Regions from separate parts of the Hordeum vulgare genome. Here region 2 is linked to region 1. A link is a contact called in public Hi-C data. All regions are on one chromosome and are shown on one strand. Each heading gives the region's core, a stretch centred on a gene start, on an enhancer-like site or on the middle of the called end of the contact. The rest is flanking DNA. Distances are from core to core; before and after follow the strand shown.

The links. Hi-C and Micro-C count contacts between places; a contact is called where the count stands out from the background.
Region 2: a contact with region 1 is called in a Hi-C map of leaf, with 2.3 times the contacts expected there. The contact joins the promoter of LOC123395514 here to the promoter of LOC123397516 in region 1. A contact is called at or near these places in 3 of 6 Hi-C or Micro-C datasets (leaf and seedling).

What each region holds. Positions count from the first base shown.
Region 1 is chr5H:70,379,890-70,385,448 of MorexV3_pseudomolecules_assembly, reverse strand. It overlaps LOC123397516 (cytochrome P450 81Q32-like), which reads right to left and starts at 3,113. Exons shown (of 2, transcript XM_045092046.1): 1 at 2,038-3,113; 2 at 1,167-1,939. The coding sequence starts at 2,955. The coding sequence ends at 1,319.
Region 2 is chr5H:70,579,221-70,584,779 of MorexV3_pseudomolecules_assembly, reverse strand. LOC123395514 (cyclin-A3-2-like) reads left to right here and starts at 2,264. Exons shown (of 7, transcript XM_045090516.1): 1 at 2,264-2,863; 2 at 2,990-3,222; 3 at 3,312-3,464; 4 at 3,568-3,601; 5 at 3,713-3,862; 6 at 3,960-4,094; 7 at 4,183-4,574. The coding sequence starts at 2,510. The coding sequence ends at 4,254.

The sequences.
Region 1 (5,559 bases), core at 1,864-4,363:
TGCAACCAAACAGGAGGCCTTGTGTTTACGCGTATACAAGTAGACAATCAACAACATGACTTTCATGACACCTCATACAACCTAAAGTGTATGGAGACAATCAAACTAAATACAAATGTTAATTTTATGCATGTTTTATCTTAGGGGACTGATCTGCGCCGGCGCGCCGGCCTAAACTTTCTGCCGGCCGCGCGCGAGCCGCATGATCCATCAACCCCGCGTCGTCCATACCGTTGGGTCCGCATGCAACATTTTTCTCCCTATGCAACAAATTTGCGATGCTATGCAGCAATTTTTTCAACGGTTGCAACAAAAAACAAAATTTGTAGTAAAAAAATATTTACGTGATCGTAGCAAAAAAACGAAGCTGATGGTACGTGGTAGCAAAAGTCAAACGCCGGTTGTAACAAATATTTACGTGATGTGTAGGCAACTTTTTTAGTGAATGGTTGCAGCAAAACATGATGTCGGTTGTAGCAAAAATTAACACGGTTGTAGCAAAAGTAAAAACATCGATTGTAAACAAAAAATCCGACGAATTCGAGTTGCAACCAAACGTACATGCAGCTTTTTTACTAGGACAAAAAAATAATAAGAAAACACTTGCAGCAAATATAACGTTGGTTGCAACATATTTAAACGAAAAATGTTGCATCCATTGATCAACGAAGCGCGCGGATGAAAAAAATGTTGCAAGGGCCCGTGCGCGAAGGCACGTCGTTTCGGCATTCCCTTTATCTTAGCCAGACTTTGTTGTGCCAGACTCCATAGGCTAGTCTCCCTAGAAACGTCTATCAAACAGGCCCATTGTATTTGTATCCTGACATCACCAATTTATAAAGAGCGTCAATTTCTGTCTCCAAAATAAGCGTCGATTTCTGAATCCAAGTACTCATGTTAACCATCAGAGCATTTTCGATCTCTGAATCAGAAGAGCATTTCTCGAATTTCTGAACCAAACGCGTCGTCAAGTTTTATATGACCTTCTCAACTTGCATTATAGCGCTTTTGTAAAATTTGATTGTTGCATCTGGTTGTATTGCTACCGTCTCTGTAAAATTTGGTTGTTGATTTTGCTGGCGCTCCCTTGGTAGTCTTTCATTTTGTTTCTATTTTGTGTGGCTGTGTGCCTTCAAACATATGCTACAACTTGTATACTCAGTAGAGGCTAAAAAAAAAGGCTTGTAATGTTCGGTATCATCTAAAGGAATCTAGCTGCAAGTACTACTCGCAACGATCACTGGCACCACTGCACCACTGCTAAACATTTTTAATTCAGATTTATGCCCTTTTTCTTCAGAAACCTGTCCGCAGTCAGTCACCAAGTGGAAGCAGAGAGCACACCCTTGACAAACTCCCGGGGCCGGCAGACAGTCACCAACGGCGACGCCATTGGCATTGTCAGCCCGCCACCTTCGGCCATGTCGATGGTGTCGCCCTCACCAGCATCCCACTCAAAGCACTGCACGAGTGCTGCCACAGTCAAGCTAACAAGGCGCATCGCCAGCCCCTCCCCGGGGCATCGCCTCCGACCAAACCCGAACGGCAGCATGGGCGTGGTGACCGTGTCTCTATCCATGAAGCGCTCCGGCCTGAACTCCTCTGGCGCATCCCATATCTTGGCGTCCCGGTGGATCGCCCATGCGTTCACGAGGATCATCGTGCCGCGCTGGACATGAAAGCCACCCACCGTGCAGTCCTCCATGGCCTCGTGCGCAGGGATAATTGGGCCGACAGGGCAGAGCCGGAGGGTCTCCTTGACAACGCACTGCAGGTAAGGTAGGTTGGTGATGTCTGACTCCTCAACCAGTCGGCCCATGCCGATGTTGGCGTCTATCTCAGCCCTCGCCTTCCGCATCACCTCTGGGTGCTTCAGAAGCAGCGCCATCGCCCACTCCGTGGTCAGCGCCGATGTGTCGGTGCCGGCGGTGAGCAGTACCTGAATGTCGGTACCATGTTGCTGTCACAGATCGCCAAATGGCACACACGGTGGTGGTGGTGGTGTCACGCATGAAGTTTGCAAAATACGCTACTCACCAGGACGATGCCCTTGACGACGGTGTCAGTGTAATACCCGGGATCAGCCTCTTGGTGCTCCAAGAGCACGTCGATTACGCCCTTCTTCTCCACGTCCCGGCCACCGGCATTGCGCATTCGCCGGTGGCCATCGATGAGGGCACCGACGAACGCGTCACGCCTTGTCTGCAGGCTTACAAGCGCCGCCTCGACGCCGCGGAGACGGTCGACCCAGCGAAGCGCCGGGAAGAAGTCCCCGATGCTGGGCGCGCCGCTCACCGCAAACGTCTCCTCGACGATCTCCTGGATCCTACGGACGTCGCCGGCAAGCCGGCGCGCGGTGAGCGCGCGCAGCATCACGTTTAGCACCAGCTCGAAGAGCCTGGGCCGGAGGATAACAGTCCCACCCCCGGCGCTAGCGTTGGCGTCGTGGAGCAGGTTCTGGACGAGGGACGCGACCTCGGCGTGGCGGTCACCGGCGAGCGCGGCGAGGCGGGAGGTCGAGAAGAGCTCGACGTTGAGGAACCGGCGCAGGCCTCGCCAGTGGCCACCGTGGGAGGCCCAGACGACGGTGGTGCGCCCGTACCCTAGGTGCTCCGCGGCGAGCATCCGCGGCCGGCCCGCCAGCGCGGCGTCGTGCGCCGTGAAGCACTCCTCGGCGGCCGCGTATGTGGACACGACCAGCGCCCGGCGCGCGCCCAGACGCAGCGACAGGAGCGGTTCCGACCCGGCGAGCGCGGCCAGCGAGCGGTGCAGCGGCTTCTTGAGCAGGTGCAGGTGGCCGAGCAGCGGGAGCGATGGAGGGCTCGGCGCGCTGATGCTCCCGCCCCCCCACCGTCGCCTCAGCCTAACAAAGACAGCGACGACACCGGCGACGAGGAGTAGTAGGAGCACGAAGACGCCGCCGCTGGCCGTTCTCTCCGTGTCCGTGGCGTCCATGGCTCGTGTCGTCGGTTGTCCGTCCCTACCACCGCGTGGACAGGTTCGAGACAAGCAAACGCATGGCCTTTGCCACGACACGTACAGTGCTATGGCAGAGTCATCTTCATGTAGTAGTAGGCTAGTAGCCCCGAAGTTGCCGAGTGGAGGATGACCGTCACATGGTACTTACTTATGGGGAATCGTCTGCACACGTGGACCAATCAAAAATGCTAGACATACAAAGAGTTATAGAAGGTTATTTAATTAGATTTTTTTTAACTAACCACTTGCTATCTGATTTTTAAGAGGGTGCAGGCCTCATTTCCTTAATCTCCAATCAAAATTCACGTATTAAAATCCATATAAATTTATGTATGTGTAGCATTGGTCGTGGACCAATGAGCTGCTGTTTCATTTTCATCATTGGTAATGCGGTAGGATTAGAGCATCTACAGCCGGACTTACCCCGGTGGACGCATGTGGACAAGCCCGTGGACGCGTCAAGATTGCTCTTCATATTTCATTATGTGCATCCATGTGCCTTATATCCGTACTTTTAAATTTATATAAAATCATACACGTCATAATTCAACCAAACGGACATGTCTCTAGTTCCATTTGATCGCCGCCACTCGCTTCTTCAACTCCAAGCCGCCTCTCTATCCTCGTCTGATCCCACTCCATTCTCTTCCTTTGCTCATCCCACATAAGCTTGCATTTCTCCTCTTTCTTGCTCTCCCTTGCCGAAAAATGTTCTTTCATATGGACGCCATTTTTGTAGCTACGGCGTCACGGAAGATCCTTGCTTTCTCACACTTAGTTCCCATGAGTAACCGATTATCCTTTGGCACCGTACCTTTTTCATTGGTGATGACAACATCATCATCATCATCGTTCAATCCAGTGAATTGGTGGGAACTTGAGCCAACTCCGTCTCCCTCTGTCGCTGCAGGTGACGGTGTAACTTACGGGCGATGTTCTTCGGCTTGCAAGACAAAGCGGAGGAAGGGATGTCGACGGACGAGGCGGACTGCGTCTCCCTCGCGACGGTCGAGGACAGGGTGGAAGACATCATGGCGGCAGATCGGGACAGGTGGTGTCGAAGGAGAGCAAGGGTGCCGGACGGCGAGGGGTTGGGCAAGGGAAATGTTGGCGGACGACGGGAGGAGGAGGAAGGGTTTCGGGTCTGGTTGTCGGGTCCGACGTGACGGGCATGTCCAGGCTCCCCACATCCATCCTATATTTGAGCTGAAAATGAGGTGTGTCGGTCAGCCCGGACGTTTGAGACAGGTTTAAGAGGTCCATCTAAATCGAATTTTTGTGACCACGTAATGATCGGATAGCATTACTGGACGTTTGATACTCTTATACTAGTCTAATTGGATTCAGGTTTTCTTTTTCTCTTTTTAAGTCAAGGTCTCTTTCTCGGCGTAATGCGCTGTAGAATCAATTTTTCGTCTCTTTGGAGATGCCGCAGAGCAAAACGCCTTGGATCCATTGGATTGGATTGAACGCTAGAGTTAACTTCCGTCGCGCTAACTAGCTAATGTTGATGCTTCAGTGACAAAGAGATGGATCTTTCGGGGCTGTGGGGCCATTTGTACGAACGAAACGAGACCTTTCCGGTGAGCCTCAGAGGTGGCTTTCAACAATATCAATAATCTGTGTCGAGGGTTTCAGTTTCGTGTTTTGTGGATAGAACACTTATGAATTGTTTGTATCAATTTTCATTCGTTTTTTCCATAAATTAACTGAATAATTCTTTTTTTCTTAATTAATCAATGAAACAAACGTTTTGCTTTCGTTAAAATATATATATATATATATATATATATATATATATATATATATATATATATATATATATATATATATATATATATATATATATATATCAGTAATCCTCAAGTTTTTGCGCTAATAGAGAGGCTCAAACTCTCGCAGATAATCGGTACCTATTTTCCAAGGATCTCGATTGCTTCGGATTACAAGGTGCTAATTGATGCTATAAAGAAAGGTATACCGGAGCTAGTTTTGGTGTTGTAACTTGAGAAATGGTTGCTAGAGCTAGAGATTTTGTAGTCTGTTTCTTTAGCCTTGAATTTAGAACCTCAAATGTCAAGGCTCATAATCTGGTAAAGTATACTTTATTTATACGGTTTATGTGTCATGTTTGGTTAGGTCATGTCGACGAGCTTATATTTTCATTGAAGACGCGCGCATCATATAGGCGCGACTTCACTGAAGTAAACAGTAAAATGAGCCGGCCCATTCGAAACTCGCGCATTGTGTCCTAGCTTTGTTTTTTGTTTTTCTTTTCATTGTGCTTTTTGGTTTCAGTTTTTAGTTTTTTTCTAGATTTGGTTTTCTCACACGGACATCTTTTAATATTTGGAGTGAATGTTTCAAAAGAACGGGGATATCGACACAAACCATCAAATTAAAACTGGATGGATGAAGTGACGCTAAGCTTGTCGCATTCTGTGTGACAAGAGAGTGCCACTAAAAACTAAAAGGCGAGTTCTATAGAACGGTGGTTCGACCCACAATGTTCTATAACGCTGAGTGTTGGCCGATTAAAAGGCGACATGCGTAGCATTTAGACATGGCGAAGATGCGTAT
Region 2 (5,559 bases), core at 1,015-3,514, 200 kb before region 1:
CTTCGACAATTGTCAAATGTATATCTTCGATAGCATAAAGAGCATTCTTGATATAACACAGGAGGTGTTCGACCCCAAGTATTTGGGCTTACCGATTCCAAAAGGCAGAATGAGTAAGGGTATTTTACAGCCCTTGCTAGCGAAATTAGCTAAACGATTTGAAGATTGGAGTGAGAGATATATGTCTATGGCGAGCAAGGAAATTCTCATAAAAAGTTGTAGCACAAGCAATACCTACATATACTATGAGCGTGTTCAAGTAACTCCTGTCAGTTTGTGATGAATTGACTCGTCTCATTAGGCAATATTGGTGGGGGTCGAAGAGGGAAAGAGGAAGATGGCATGGGTCTCATGGGATAAAATGATATTGCCGAAGTCTATGGGAGGCATGGGCTTTCGAGATATGAGGGCTTTCAACCAGGCCCTCGTGGCCAAGCAAGCTTGGAGACTTCTCATGAATCCAGGAAGGTTGGTTGCACGGCTTCTCATTGCTAAATATTATCCTATGGGCAGATTGGTCGACATGGTATTTACAGGTAACGCGTGTGCTATATGGCGTGGAATTGAACATGGTTTGGAACTAATCAAGAAAGGCATGATTTGGCGAGTGGGCAGCGGGAAGATGATTAAAGCGTGGAAGAATCCGTGGGCTCCAAGAGGCCCATCCTTAAGGCCAATCGCTTCTAAAGGGCATTGTCGGCTGAACAAAGTTTCAAATTTCCTCCAGGGCAATGGGAGCCGGGATATCGTGTTTCTGAACACTTTCTTTACCCCAGCTGATGAGCAAGTAATTCGAGCAATCAGAACCTCCCCAAGTCAAGAGGAGGATTTCATATCCTGGTTCCCTGGTAAGTTCGGCCAGTTTAGTGTTAAGTCCGCTTACCACCTAGCCATGCAAGAGCACATGCAGACTAATGGGAATGGTGCTTGCAGCGCGAGGTCTGAAGGAGATTGCCCTTGGTGGAACCTTATCTGGCACGGCAAAGTTCCAAACAAAATGTGTTCCTTTGCGTGAAGAGTGGTTGTAGATGCGTTGCCAACAAATGAATGCAAAGCTAGACACCATATCCCAGTGCAGGCTGCATGTCAGGTGTGTGGTGCGATGGAGGATAGTTCCTTCCATGCCCTGGTGATCTGCCCAAAATATCTGGAGCTTTGGGATTTGATGCGACAAGACTGGCCGCTGCAGGCTAAGGAGAAGCTTGTGGATACGGGCAAGGAATGTCTGTTCGGCATCCTGACCGACCACAACGAGGAAGTTCGTGCTATGATCATTATCCTGCTATGGCGGATTTGAAGTTTGCGTAATGATATGCTTCATGACAAGATGATCCCTCCACCAGAGATCTCACGATCATTCATCCTAAGCTACTTGAGTTCGTATAGCCACACTCAAAGGTATGGTATGGAAGACATACTCAAATGGAAGATGCCCGTAGTCGACACGCCGAGCTGCTCGGTTCTCATTCACAAGGAAATCAAACCATGGCCAAAACCACCTCTAGGTTGGGTGGCCTTATCGGTGGATGGAGCTTTTGTAAAGGAAACCGAGAGGGCAGGTTCATGTATGATTCCGACAGACTCGGAAGGCGCAGTCCTATCTATACCATTGCAAGGATGCCCCTGAGTCCGAAATGAGTGCTGTCCTCGAAGGAGTCTCTTTCAGTGTGCAACATTCTGATCTTCCTATAATGATTCAATCTGATAGCTCCATCGTGGTGGCGGCGCTTACAGATGGCTCTCTCCAACGATCTGCTTACGATCATCTTATGATGGAAATCAAGAAGCTTTTGAAATCGTGTGGTTTTATTCCGCAGAAGATTGATCGTCTTTAAAATAAAGTTGCTCATAGTCTAGCTAATATAGGTTGCTCTCGAGGTAGCACCATCTGTTGGTTGCGCCGTGTTCCAGACAATACCACACATCTTATTTTAACAGATTGTAACACTATTTCAGAGGAATAAAACTCTTTTATCCTGCAAAAAACATAAAATAAAGAACCACATGAAAAAAAACTCGCAGTCTCTCGCAAAAAGAAAGAGAACAGTAATATTTTAACAACGATGACATCGCCACCGAAATACAATTTCGCGGCCGAAAGAATACTGGGCCAGGAAAAGAAAAAACCCTATTGGGAGGAGTGTGCTGTTTCGTGCTGGAACGCGGAAGGCCCAGTACGATTTGGGAGGGGGGGAGCTGGCAGGCGCCGCGGGATTTCCGCATTATTTTAAAACTTTTACCGCCCACCTCTCGCCAGCACGTGCGCTCCACTCGCCCAAAATCCCCCAAATTTCTCCAATCCCACCAAGCGAAACCAGACCAGAGCTCAACCCAGCGCCGCGCGGGCTTCTTCTCCCTCCTCCTCTTCGAATTCGCGTGTTTTGGCGGCCATCTTCCCTCCCATTCCTCCAATCCTCTCTACATAACCGCCTCCGCCTCCCGCCTCCCACCTCCCCCGCCGCGCACCGAATCCCAAAGCCCTACCCCGGTGAGCACCAGCCCGCCGACCATGGCCGACAAGGAGAACGCGGCCCCCGCGGCGGGCCCCCGGCTCACCCGTGCCGCGGCCAAGCGCGCCGCCACCTGCTCCGCGGGGCCCTCCGGCGGCGCCAAGCGGAAGCGGGTGGCGCTCAGCGAGCTCCCCATCGTCTCCAACGCGGGGGTCGCCCTCCGCCAGCCGTCCAAGCCCGCCAAGCCCGCGGCTGCGGCCGAGGGGGAGGACGAGCACGGGGACGTGAGCAGGTGCGCGTCCACCTCGCCGTCCCCCGCCGGGGAGGAGGTCAGCGGCGGCGGGGGCCGCGGCGAGGCCCAGCTCAGCGGGTCCTACGCCTCCGACATCTACACCTACCTCCGCACTATGGAGGTACGGCACTCCCATTCCCGATCTCCATTCCTGGCCGTCGGATGCCTCGATCCGCTGGCGCTGGGGTTAGGTGGGAACCACTGCTCTGAGGTCTAATCGTTGGTTCGTCCAAATGTGGGTGTGCAGGTGGAGGCGCCGCGCCGGCCGGCGGCGGATTACATCGAGACGGTGCAGACCGACGTGACGGCCAACATGCGGGCTATCCTAATCGACTGGCTCGTCGAGGTCGCCGAGGAGTACAAGCTCGTCGCCGACACGCTCTACCTCACCGTCTCCTATGTCGACCGCTTCCTCTCCGCCAACCCGCTCAGCCGCAACAGGCTGCAGCTCCTTGGCGTCGCCGCAATGCTCATTGCCTCGTAAGCGCAGCCTCCCGTTCCAATGCCTTGAAGGGTCCGAAGAGATTTTGAGGATTGATTGAGTAGGGTTGGCTTTGGGGTGGTTGCAGGAAGTACGAGGAGATCAGCCCCCCGCATGTGGAGGACTTCTGCTACATCACTGACAACACCTACACCAGGCAGGAGCTCCTCACCATGGAGAGCGACATACTCAAGCTCCTCAACTTCGAGATAGGCAGTCCGACCATCAAGACCTTCATTAGGTGGCATACTGTCACTGATCCAATAGTTCATAATCTCTGCCTATTTTCATTCTGTGTCTAACTGAATCTTTGTGCATTCCCCCCCATGTTTTGCTTATTTCAGGCGGTTTACAAGATCTGGACCAGAAGACAAGAAGGTGACTACTACCAATCCTTTAAATCCTCCATATTGGACCCATCTGGTTTAATTCTTCCTCAACTGCTTATGTGTGTGGATGCCTGAAGTTATTTTTGCATGCTTGTCACAGCGCTCCAGCTTATTACTGGAGTTCATGGGTAGCTATCTTGCTGAGCTGAGTCTTCTGGACTACAGCTGTCTCCGGTTCTTGCCATCAGTGGTTGCAGCTTCATCAATTTTTCTTGCTAGGCTGACCATTGGACCAGACACTAATCCTTGGGTAAGAGTGGAGACGTAGAATGTCAAAGCTTTGAATGTTGCTTTCGACATTTGAAAGTTGTCAAAGCTAAAGCTATCCTGTGATTATGTGGTTGCAGGGCAAGGAAATGCATAAACTGACGGGCTACGGGGCATCAGAGCTGAAGGATTGCATTATAGCCATACATGATTTGCAGCTCAACAGAAAAGGTCCATCATTACCAGCAATTCGGGACAAGTATAAGCAACACAGGGTATGCTCAACTCCAGCAGTTATGTAATATTCTTCTCATGTTGTTATACTTGTATTGTTTGATCTAATACTCTAATCATTTGCGACAGTTCAAATGTGTATCGATGTTGCTTCCTCCTGTCGAGATCCCTGCATCATACTTCCAAGACTTAACAGAATAGCTGTTCCTGGACCGCTCCACTGTAAAGCTAATAACTCCGAGCTCATCTTGAGCTCCTTGGGATAAGGGAGGATTACAGTTTCAGAGCAGGTTCTCAGACAAGTTAGAATGCTGGAAGCTGTTTAGACGCTGGAGGTTTTAAAGCCTAACCAGGAGCTTTTCAAATTCATTTAGGAGCTAGGCTTATCACAAGTAGGAGGCCAGGCATTCTCTTCTTTTGTAGAATTGTACTTGTGTATTATATCTTAGAACATTGTGCCTTGGTCTGTTTGGCCACATATCTGTAATGTTTGATATATGTTGATCCATTGCCTTTGCTGATTCTTTTTCTTTTGATTCATTACCTGTGAGTGTGCTTACAGTACCTATGACCTACCTTTCTACCAAGGGGTTGTATTAGAGATAGGCCTAAATAACATAGCTTGCATGAATAATCATACTCCCTCCATTTCTAAATGTAAGTCTTTTTAGAGATTCCATTAGGGGACTACATACGGAGCAAACTGGGTGAATCTACAATCTAAAATGTGTCTATATACATCCATATGTACTCCTCTAGTGAAACTTCTAAAAAGACTTATATTTAGGAATGGAGGGAGTACTTGGCATGATGTTTGTCTTTCACTATGTAAGTATCATCTTGATAGCTTGTTAGCTGAACATTCTTTATTGAATAAAAATCCTAGAGGCCTGAGTCATTTCCAATGAATGATCAACCCATTTGCTGACTATAAGGTGTTCACTTCTGAATGACTTGTTATAAATTTGATGGCACACTAAACAACGTTTATTGAGATCCAAAACACATCTACTGAGCAATATGCAGACCAGGTGATTGCAGACGGATGGTTCTTGGTTTTCTTTAGTCTGCTGTGCAAAGTTATGCTTATTGTAAATTTCAATTGATTACTGAGGTAGAGCTGTATAAGACACCGTAGTGTTGAATATGCTTATAAATTTGATGGCACACTAAACAGTATTTATTGAGATTCAAAACACATTACTGAGCAATATGCAGACCAGGTGATTGCAGATGGATGGTTCTTGGTTTCTTTAGTCTGCTGTGCAAAGCTATGCTTATTGTAAATTTCAATTGATTACTGTGGTAGAGCTGTATAAGACACCGTTGAACATGCTTTCCATTTACCATATGCATCTGGATCTGCAGTTGTGGACTACCAATATCGATAGCGGTTCAATTGATTACTGAGGTAGAGCTGTATAAGACACCGTTGAACATGCTTTTCATTTACCATATGCATCTGGATGTGCAGTTGTGGACTACTAATATCGATAGCGGAGTAAC